Regions from separate parts of the Mus musculus genome. Here region 2 is linked to region 1. The links are chromatin contacts, called in public capture Hi-C maps. All regions are on one chromosome and are shown on one strand. The core of a region is the stretch at or near the end of the contact, and the rest is flanking DNA. Distances in the headings are between cores, read along the strand shown.

Region 1 (5,216 bases), core at 1,463-3,962:
GCTAGGTTATTTCGCTCAGCACAGCATCTTCTGAATTCCTCCGTGTAGCGTGCTTTTCTGGCTGTGTAGTATTCTAGAGTCTGTGCGTCACAGTTGGTTGTCCGCTTCTTTCCTCCGTCAGCCATTTCAGTTGCTTCTATGTTGTTATGAATACGGGTGTGCAAGTGTTGCTTTGAGTCTCGGTTTTGAATTGTTTTAGATATACGCTCAACAGCTGGATCAGTCTGATGGTAGAGTGATTCTCTAACTTTCTGAGGAGCCGCCATGCTGATCTTCATACAAGTACTCAGCATCTTATAATCTTGCCGAGAGCCTGGAGACATTTATTCAACTGCCAACTGCATTTTGTATTTAAAAAAATAAAACAAACAAAAAAACTAAGCATGGCTGGTCAGGGTGGCACACATCTGTACACATCTGCAGTCCCAGTGCTTGGGAAAGTGAAGTACAAGGCCAGCCTGGGCTACATAGAGAGTAACTGTGTGAGAAGAGAAAAGAGATGCTTTGTGTTAGCTGGGAAGTGATTGGCATATGTCTTCCTGTTGGCCCAGAAGCACGTGAGATGATGTTGGGTCTCCCCTTTGATATTCCTTGAACCAGAGATCAGCCAGCGGATCCAGACGGCACACCCCGCGGGGCGGCAGGCCATGCTTCATTACCTACTGCCCTGGATGAACAACATCGAGCTGGTCGACCTCAAACCTCTGCCTTCAGGGAGGCGGCAGGATGAAGATGAAGATGACTCCTTGAAAGACCGAGAGCTCATGGTGACCAGCAGGCGCTGGCTGAGAGGAGAAGGCTGGGGCTCCCCACAGGCCACCGCCATGGTGTTGAACAATCTCATGTACATGACAGCGAAGGTAACGGGGTCTGTGTTCATCATGACTGCACAGTTTGGAGGTTGGGAGGAGGAACCACGGTTAGAAACTGATGCTGAGACTGTCCTGGGACAGACAGACAAAACCTACAGTATAAACTCCATTCTTCCATTAATTCAAGCCAGAGAAGAGCAGGCGTCCCTGAAGTGTCTCTCTTATATGCTGTTTTCAGTACGGCGATGAGCTGGCCTGGTCGGAGGTGGAGAATGTGTGGACCACCCTTGCAGACGGCTGGCCAAAGAACCTGAAAATTATTTTGCACTTTCTGATCAGCATCTGCGGAGTGAATAGCGAACCAAGCCTCTTGCCTTACGTATGTATTCAAGTCCATTTTTTCCCCTTAAAAGTTACACATTTACTGAATTACCTGTCAGGGTATGGATTGATTGCCCCACAGAGGCAAATGAGAATGGGGGGAGGACAGCCAGGATCTTAGTGTGGACTTAGCCATTGACCCATTCTGTCACTGCCACTGCGTGCTGTCCCAAGCCAGGCACTCTATAAACACGGGCATTTCACTTCATGGATAACACAGGATTCATTCTCTGAAATGTCACCTAGAGTGATCAGCAACTTAATGCGTGCAGCTGTGATAAGGGCTGCAAAGGAAAGCTATGCTGAGAAGAATTATCTGAGAAACCCCCAGATAAAGGCTGGGGTTTGAGAGAGGAGTGATGGTCATGTAGAATCTACCAACTGAGGTTTGCCCAGGCTGTAGCCAGCAGCTTGATAAGAGCTCAGGGCCTGTGTCTTCAGAAAGGGAGGGGAAGTCTGGGGGATGGAAAAGGATGAGACATTAAATCCATTTGGTTAATTAAAGTAAAGCCATTAACTCCAGTTAAGACTGTAGAATATGACTCATGGGTTCAGAGCACCGTTTGCTCTTCGAAAGGACCTGGGTTCAGTTTCCAGCATGCACATGGTGGCTCATGACTGTCTATAACTCCATTTCCAGGGAATGCCGTGTACTCTTCTTGCCTCTTCAGCACCAGCCACACACACAGTACACAGGCATGCTTGCAGGCAACATAACCCATACATGTGAAGTGAAAAATAAAATTGCCGGGCATGGTGGCGCACGCCTTTAGTCCCAGCATTCGAGAGGCAGAGGCAGGTGGATTTCTGAGTTCAAGGCCAGCCTGGTCTACAAAGTTTGTTCCAGGACAGCCAGGGCTATACAGAGAAACCCTGTCTCCAAAAGAAAAAAAAATTGATACAAAAAAAATTATCCATCCACGTTAACAGAACAGTAGCAGCCATGAGGGCTGAAGTGAGTATCCAGATGTGCACACAGCGTGTGCAGCTCCCCAAAGCATACCCCACAGAAAGCCAGACCTTCAGGAGGCTGTCATGGAATTTCTGACTGACCCTCCCACAAACAGACTGTGGTGTGGCGTAGGCGACATAAGTAATGGATGGACAGACAGATAGCATGCTCTGGCCCAGGAGGTGGAGCCACTCTGGCTACTGCACAGCCACTGTTAGACTCAGTGGTAGGGGGCGGGGGTGAGAGCAAAAGATGAGAGAGGATATTGATCAGAGGACACCCCTACCCTCATGGCAGCCCAAAGCTTTCTCCATTAACCAAGAAATTTTAACAGGAAAGCTCCCCTCCCCCTTCCCTGCCCTACTCTTCTACAAAGACCTTAACTTTGATTTAAAAAACAAAAACAAAAAACAAATCTGTCTCGATGGGAACTGGAGAGATGGTTCAGCAACTAAGAGCAGTGGTTCACTAAGCCAAGGACCAGGTTCAATTCCCAGCCCCTACGTGTAGTACACAACCAACTGTAACTCCAATTCCAAGGGACCACCATGCGCTTGCTCTCCGGCCTCCTCCCGGTGGTGCAGTGTATGAACGTGATGCACCTAAGTCAACCGAAGCATGCACAGACCCAAAACAACCAAACATTTAAAACGTCCGCCCCTCCAGAAGAAGCCATGAGATCACAGGCTTCCTCCTTTTCTCCTGTGCAGGTGAAGAAAGTCATCGTCTACCTGGGTCGAGACAAAACCATGCAGCTGCTGGAAGAGCTGGTGAGCGAGCTGCAGCTCACGGACCCCGTCAGTTCCGGCGTCACGCACATGGATAACCCGCCCTACTACCGCATCACTTCCAGCTGTAAAATCCCTTCCGTCACCTCAGGTGAGCCCCGCCCACTGCTTTGGGGAAAGCGAGGCTCTGCCCTCATGCTCTTATCCACGGGGGTTCTTGTCATTAAATCCTATTACCAATGAAGAAAAATCGAACAGTGGGCACGTGTGGCGATTGATCTGAAATTTGGTAAATCTTCTGTGAGTGTACTATTACAGAGAAGAATGGTGGTTTTGTACTTTTTCAGGAATGGAGTATAATTTCCTAAAGAGTGATTTTTTTTTTTTTAATTCTGTTCTTTGTTTTGTTGGATGTGTGTCTTAGTCAGGGTTTCTATTCCTGCACAAACATCATGACCAAGAAACAAGTTGGGGAGGAAAGGGCTTATTCGGCTTACACTTCCATACTGCTGTTCATCACCAAGGAAGCCAGGACTGGAACTCAAGCGGGTCAGGAAGCAGGAGCTGATGCAGAGGCCATGGAGGGATGTTCTTTACTGGCTTGCCTCCTCTGGCTTGCTCAGCCTGCTCTCTTATAGAACCCAAGACTATCAGCCCAGAGATGGTCCCACCCACAAGGGGCCTTTCCCCCTTGATCACTAATTGAGGAAATGCCTTACAGTTGGATCTCATGGAGGCATCTCCTCAACTGAAGCTCCTTTCTCTGTGATAACTCCAGCTGTGTCAAGTTGACACAAAACTAGCCAGTACAGATGTGTTTTTAATGAATAGAGTCATCTTGTTTAATTTAGAAAAATGCTAACTTGCTGGAATTACCCGTGTGACCCCATGCCGTAGTTATTTGGATCTGTATTGTGCGTTGTGGACAGTAAAGTGAATGCAGATACCATTGGGTATGAATAGACACAGTCTGATGTTTTGATGAAGTATGGGAAGATGCTATGATTTTGTGAGTGTGTAGTACGGAGTCATGGAGGCAAGCTAGCAACATGCCCTCAGGTGATCTGAGTTGAAGCAGTTGCTCTCTGTGTGGACAGCTCCCAGTGATGAATAACGATGTGTCAGCATAGCTAGGCCAGTACGTCTCACCCTTCCTGATGTCACTACCCTTTAATATAGTGCCCCATGTGGTAACAAATTATTTTTGTTGCTGCTTCATAGCTGTAATTTTGCTACTCTTAGGAATCCTGTGGTAAATAGCTGGTAGGCAACCCTGTGTGTGTGGGGGGGGGGGGTCGCACTCCACAGGTTGAGAAACACTGGTCTAGACTGTTGTTAGTAAAGATTTGATTCTGTAATATTTGGTCTCCCATGGTCTCCCGGCATAGATTACATATTCTCATTATGTCAATACCAACTGCATCGTTGGAAATATTCATTTTTGTCTTTTATAATTTTGTTTTTCTTTGTATATTCTTCTGGCTTTTACCTTTTGGACCAACTTCCCACCAAAACTATCTCTTCTCAGTCTAGCTCTCTCACATGTGCAAACAAGTGCTTAATCCCAAAATGCTTGCTGATTTTTTTTTTTAACATCCCACTAGTCATGTTTGAGGGTTGAACTTTGTTTGCTGATAATTTATGAAGTCCCCATGCCCTTTCTGCGGCTGTGGGTTCCAACTTTGTGCTAAGACTGCCTTAAGAGCTTGGTTCTTTAGAGCCTTTTAGAAGAGTGTAGCGACCAGTGTTAGTAAGCTCTGTGAGCATAGAAGAGTACTGTCAGCGTCCTTTGTTGGGTGACAGTCTCCTTGATGTCTGTCTCAGTGTGTGAAGCCTTTTCTCTTGGATGGATCAGACCTCCCAGAAAGAGTTCTGTTGATAAGCTCTCGAGATAAAGAATATGTACATCCATGGGTTGCCTGTATTCACACTTAGTCTCCTAGAGCCTAATAGGCCAGTGGCTACGAAGGCCACAGGGCAGGGCTGCCCTTCTAAAACTTCCTACAAGCATTCTCATTTCTCCTCACTGTCATCCAGAAAGTGTTCCTTCCTCAGCCCTGCTTGGTGTGTCCCAGGCAAGAAGTGTTTCCATATACTCTCAGGGGGATGGAGAGGTGTTTCCATATCCTCTCAGGAGGATGGAGAGGTGTTTCCATATCCTCTCAGGGGGATGGAGAAGTGTTTCCATATCCTCTCAGGGGGATGGAGAGGTGTTTCCATATCCTCTCAGGGGGATGGAGAGGTGTTTCCATATCCTCTCAGGGGGATGGAGAGATGTTTCCATATCCTCTCAGGGGGATGGAGAGGTGTGTTTATATACTCTCAGGAGGATGGAGAGGTGTT
Region 2 (5,216 bases), core at 1,273-3,772, 110 kb before region 1:
TTCATTTTTTTGTGTCGCTTCATATCTGCTGGTGATTGCTTCTTTGTGTAAATGTCCACGCACTTTTAAAATTGGGGCAGGCATTGTGATATTACCTTTAAGAGAGTTTCCAGTTTAAATCTCAGTCAGGATTTTGCAGCCTGTTACTTCGTATTCTCCCTGATGTTGTTTCATATCAGTTTTAAAAAGTACAGTTCTATTTACGAGAAACCATAATATCTGTTTTAAATGCACCAATTATGTAAAAGAATGGGGAGGTGGGGTTTTCTTTTCTCTCTCTCTTTCTTTCTTTCCTTCCTTCCTTCCTTCCTTCCTTCTTTCCTTCTTTCTTTCTTTCTTTCTTTCTTTCTTTCTTTCTTTCTTTCTTTCTTTCTTTCTTTCTTTCTTTCTTTCTTTCTTTCTTTCTTTCTTCTTTTTTAAAATAAAGAAAATACAGATTAAGACTCACAGGTTTGTAATCCTAGACACTGCAGGGGTGGAAGCCAGAGGCGGGAGACTTGGAAGTGCATACTATACCGCAATCTGCTCAGGGTACACCTGGGCTGCTCCAGGTCCTGTCTCCAATCAGAGACAGATCCTTCCTCTTTGGTGACTGGCTTTTGCACACAGCATCTGCAGGTCTATGTTGCTGTCCACGACTTCCTGGTATCAGATCTTAGCTGTTTTGATGTTTCTCACAATTCCAGAGGGCGAGGAAGGGCTAGAGTCACCGAGTGCTACCTTTTGTCTTGAGTTAAACCCAGAGATTGAGCCAGTACACCCTCGAGTCCGGCAGTGTGTGTGGGCTCTGCATGCAGTTTGTGCCAGGTGTTCGAAATTCACTTTTCCTTCTTTTGCTTTCAGTCCTGAGACACTTAAGTTTTTCCTTATTGCAAGCCACACCTGACTTGATTGGAGTTGGCATTGACTTGTAGCATGCCACACCCGTTTCTATGGTTCCCTTTATTTCTGAGCTTGACCTGCGGTTGCTCCTGCCATATGGCCACACTTTGTAGCCACCGTTCACATGCTACAAAGTGTACCGATCAGAGGTTTGCAATTAATGTTAACTAAGGACAATGCCAGTAAGACTTTCTTTTTCAGCTTTTATTTGTGTGTGTGTGTGTGTGTGTGTGTGTGTGTGTGTGTGTAGCACACATAGGGAGGTCAGAAGACACTTTGTAGACTGTTTCTTCTCCTTTCACCTTTATGTGGGTTTCAGGGATGGCCCTGAATTGTCAGGCTTGTGTGGTAAGTGCCTTTATTTGCTGAGTCATCTTTCCAACCCCAGGTTTGTGTTGTGTTTTGTTTTGTTTTGCTTTGCTTTTTTTCTTAAGTTTAGTTATTTGTGTGTTTGTTCGAGTGAGTGTGTGTATGTTTCTGTGTGTGTGTGTGAGAGAGAGGGGGGCTGGGGGGAGGGAAGAGAATGAATGTGGGTATATACCACAGCCTGCACGTGGAGATGAGAATCTAGAATTTGGGACTTGGTTCTCATCTCCCACCATGGGACCTGGGATTCTAGCTCAGCTCATCGGGTTGGCTTGGGGTGGTTTTCCCCAGGGAGCCATCTCTACCACCCCACCCTTAAATAATGATATGGGCTGGAGAGATGGCTCAGCAGTTAAGAGCACTTGCACCTCTCCCAGAGGACCTGGTTCAGTTCTCAGCACCCATGTGGCAGCTCACAACTGCCATCAACTTTAGCCCCAGGGGGATCTGAAATCTTTCTGGCCTCTGTGGGCACCAGGCACGCACATGGTGTTTATACACTCAGGCATTCAGGCTCCCACATATACATATAAAATAAATATTAAAAACACGACAGTTTCCTCCCTCCCTCCCTCTTCTTGTCCTCCCTCCCCACTGTCTCCCCACTTCACTCCTAATGGGTTAGTCAGATTTTCTGTCATAACAGGATATGTGAGAAAAGCGGTTTAAGGAGAAAGAGACTACAGCATGCTAAGCACTAAAGGAAATATATATGACCTCCCTACATCCGCCCCAGGTTAAGGGATCACTTGGAAGAGAGGGGCGGGAAGAGAGTTAAGAGCCAGAAGGTATGACTGACCGACCACAAGGAAACATCTGGACACAGCAGGGCAGCTGTTCGTAGGAACTTACAACCTTTGCGGCAGTGTACACGAGACCTGTGCAAGCTGAGAGCAGACTGAGTCCCAGCAAGGCAGGCACACAGTCTCATCTCTGTTCCTTTTGTCGCAGTTCCATTACCTTGACAAAGAGTGAGTCTAGCATCAAGGCTTCTTTGATTCCACACTGTGTTTTCTGTTATAGTTGGTCTGCATGCTTCAAATGTTTCTGGTTCCTGAGACTCAGCTGTACCTGCAAATCCTTGGTTGGATTTTCTATAAGGCTAGAAACAGAAATGAAGGTTCAAGTGAATAAGTATGCAAGAATCCCTGTGAGCTGGTGGCTTGCCAGCCCGCCCCCAACCCCTCCTGTCATGGAATAGTGTAACCAAGAAGCTATGAACATTACAACTGGAACTGTTTATCTAGGAGGTGTTGGAGTTTTGAAACATACTCGTTGTTTTAAGATAAGGTAATACACTGGACTAGCTGGCTGGCGCTTCCTGTATTGTTCTCTTTTGCCTTGAGCTTGGGGCAGCAATCCTCCTGCCTTGACCTCCTTAGTGCTAGGATTAAAGGCGAGAGCCTCCATGCTCGGCACACTTTCTTTATTTACTGAAAGGAGAAATTCAGTGTATGGAAAAATTCTATGAGAATAATGGGTGTGTGTGTGTCTCTGTGTGTGTGTGTCTGTGTATGTGAATCTATTCTTGTAGAAAAAAAAACTGGTATGTTATACCATATTCCTTTATAAATCTTTTTATCATGAGAGGCAGAGACAGGTGGATCTTTGTGAGTTTGAGGCCATCTTGGTTTATTTAGTGAGTTCCAGGATAGCCAGCGCTATGTAAAGAGAGACCCTATCTCAAGAAACAAACAAACAAAAAAATTAAAAATTACATTTACTTATCGCATGTATGTGTGCATGCATGTGGACTGAGTGCACATATGAAGGTCAGAGGTCGACTTGTGGAAGTCAGTTCTCTGTTCCATCTTGTGGGTTTCTGGCTTGGTACTTTGCCCACTAAGCCATCTCACCTGCTCACTGACAGAGTTCTTATTCCTAGGGGACATTAGACAAGGTTGTGATGTAAACGCATGATTGTCTTCCTGTGAGAAGATCCACAGAGAACAGTCTGAAATACCACCTGTCATGGTAGAATCATTTGTCCATGCTTATGACTGGACAGAAGTACACATGAAGCGAACATGTTCGTAGGTCATGCTTTGAAGAACATCTCTGCTTTTAGACTTTTTTTTTTTTCCTCCCAGTTTTGAACTTTCTTTAATGTTATGTGGACTAATACTTGGAAAACCCTGATGGACATTCTTGAGTAGCCTGGTGTATTGACCAGTGTCTCCTGCTGGTAGCGCTTCTCCGGCCCCCAGCAGCTGGTGACTCTCCTTGCCAGCTTTCTCTTCCCAATAGACTGAGCTGGCTGTTGTTTTAACCAAGCCTGTGTATACCAATGTCAACTTCTTGTTATGATTACATAATTAATTACGCATTACATAATACGGTAAAAGATGAGAGTGGAAAGAGGGTTGGTTTGGTATAAACAGAGGTGGACACTTTGGCTGGGCTCCAGGAAGGTAGATTTTTCTAGAGGAAAAACAAAACCGTGCGGTAAACAGGCCAGAGCAGTGTTAAGGACTGGGGATTGACCACTGAGTACTCTCCGAAACTGAGCAGGGTAGTCAAGTGCATGAGGCTTTGGTCTTAGGCAAGAAGGACAGTGGTGTAACCCACAAATCCAGCCTAAATGACAGGGCCCTGGCACTGTGTCAGAAAGCTGGGGATTAAACATGACTTAAACATTTGAAGTTAATGAAGTTAAAATAAAACCTCGGTGGGTCTCCCCCCTCCCCCCAAACGCCACCCCCCTCCCCTATCCTCTGATTCCTACTTGAATAGAGCTTTTAAGTTAAATGGTCAGGTAGCCTACTTGTAAAGGACTCTCCTGTGCACAGCTGAGTCATGTTATGATATTGCTAAAGAAGTATGTCACTTGTTTGTCACGTCTAGTAGGTATCAGAACGATCAAGCACATGCAGTCATCTCCTATTCACAAGATGCTTCAGCATCCTTCTTGGATAGCATCCTGATCATGTGACTCAAGACTGATCCCAGGGCTGGAGTGTGCAGTTCAGTAGTAGAACTCTTGCCCAGTTTGGGTTTGATCCCAAACACCTCAAAAAGAAACAACAGAAAACATAGTGTCCCTGCTGTCACATTTATTAGTGAACTATCTCTAGGCATAAGAGTTAGTGGGAAGAAAATGTGGCTTACTGGTTGAGAATGTACCATACCATTTTTGATTTGGATAGCCACCATGTAGAGAGCACTGTGACTCTAAAGTACAGGCTGTGTGTTTCTGCACATTTCTTTATAAAAGCTACTGAGTCCGTGGGTCACCAGGATTGGGTTATTTTTCTACTGATAGGATTAACCTTCATTTTGTTATTATTAATGCTGTTTGGAGTCAAGAGGAAGTGTTGGGTGAAGGACAGAAATGTGCAGTGTGCTGTTACTGTTGCATTGTATTGGAACCCACAGCTAGGCAAACATGTTACTACTGAGCTGTATTTTCTGCCCCCTGGTTTTTATTTTGAGACAAGTCTTCCTACATTGTCTAGACTAGTCTTGAACTCACTGGGTAGCTCAGGCAAGCCTTGAATGTTGGATCCCCCTGCCTCAGCCTCTAGTCGCTTGACCTCAGGCACTCACCAGCAGATTGATCAACACTGACTTTTTATAATCAACTCCGAGCAGGGGCAGTGATAGGTTGAATAGAACAAATATCAGCATTTAGGATAGAAGAGATGTGTGAACACTTAGCACAAAGTGAGACCTTGACTTCAAAAAAGGAGAGCGGGAGGACAGGATGGACAGAGAGGGCATTACTTCTTGGGTGTGTTCTGGAGTTGAGAATCTAATAGTTGTTTAATAAGTACTCGTTAGATGTGTGAATATTACTGATCTTTGTTTCCATGATTATAGAAAGTTAGCAAAAATGATGCATTGCTCAATGAATGGTGGTAAAAGTTATTTGAAAAACCTTTGGGCTTTTGATTTGAAGGTAGATGAATCCCTTGAATGTATCCTTAGAGCACTGTATCAGAACACATTTTCTAGGACTGTGTACCTCC

Evidence for each region. Capture Hi-C pulls out chosen DNA fragments and counts their contacts.
Region 2: a capture Hi-C map of embryonic stem cells shows a contact between it and region 1, with 2.9 times the contacts expected there. The contact joins two enhancer-like sites. A contact is called at or near these places in 1 of 484 Hi-C or Micro-C datasets (the HL-1 cell line), 1 of 115 datasets of contacts at active chromatin or transcription factors (embryonic stem cells) and 4 of 9 other capture datasets (adipose tissue, embryonic stem cells, liver and 1 more).

Annotation. Positions count from the first base shown.
Region 1 is chr5:73,078,772-73,083,987 of GRCm38.p6, reverse strand. Fryl (FRY like transcription coactivator) reads left to right here. Exons shown (of 63, transcript NM_028194.2): 34 at 601-860; 35 at 1,051-1,191; 36 at 2,856-3,024. Among named protein-coding and RNA genes, the nearest start is that of Slc10a4, 74 kb to the right of the region's middle. Within about 2 kb of position 2,712, at least 9 of the 459 cell types and tissues checked have an H3K27ac peak or open chromatin away from gene starts, as enhancers often do. A contact at or near this core is called in embryonic stem cells, where this site is marked.
Region 2 is chr5:73,185,682-73,190,897 of GRCm38.p6, reverse strand. All of the region lies in intron 3 of Fryl (FRY like transcription coactivator), which reads left to right. Among named protein-coding and RNA genes, the nearest start is that of 1700071G01Rik, 31 kb to the right of the region's middle. Within about 2 kb of position 2,522, at least 19 of the 459 cell types and tissues checked have an H3K27ac peak or open chromatin away from gene starts, as enhancers often do. A contact at or near this core is called in embryonic stem cells, where this site is marked.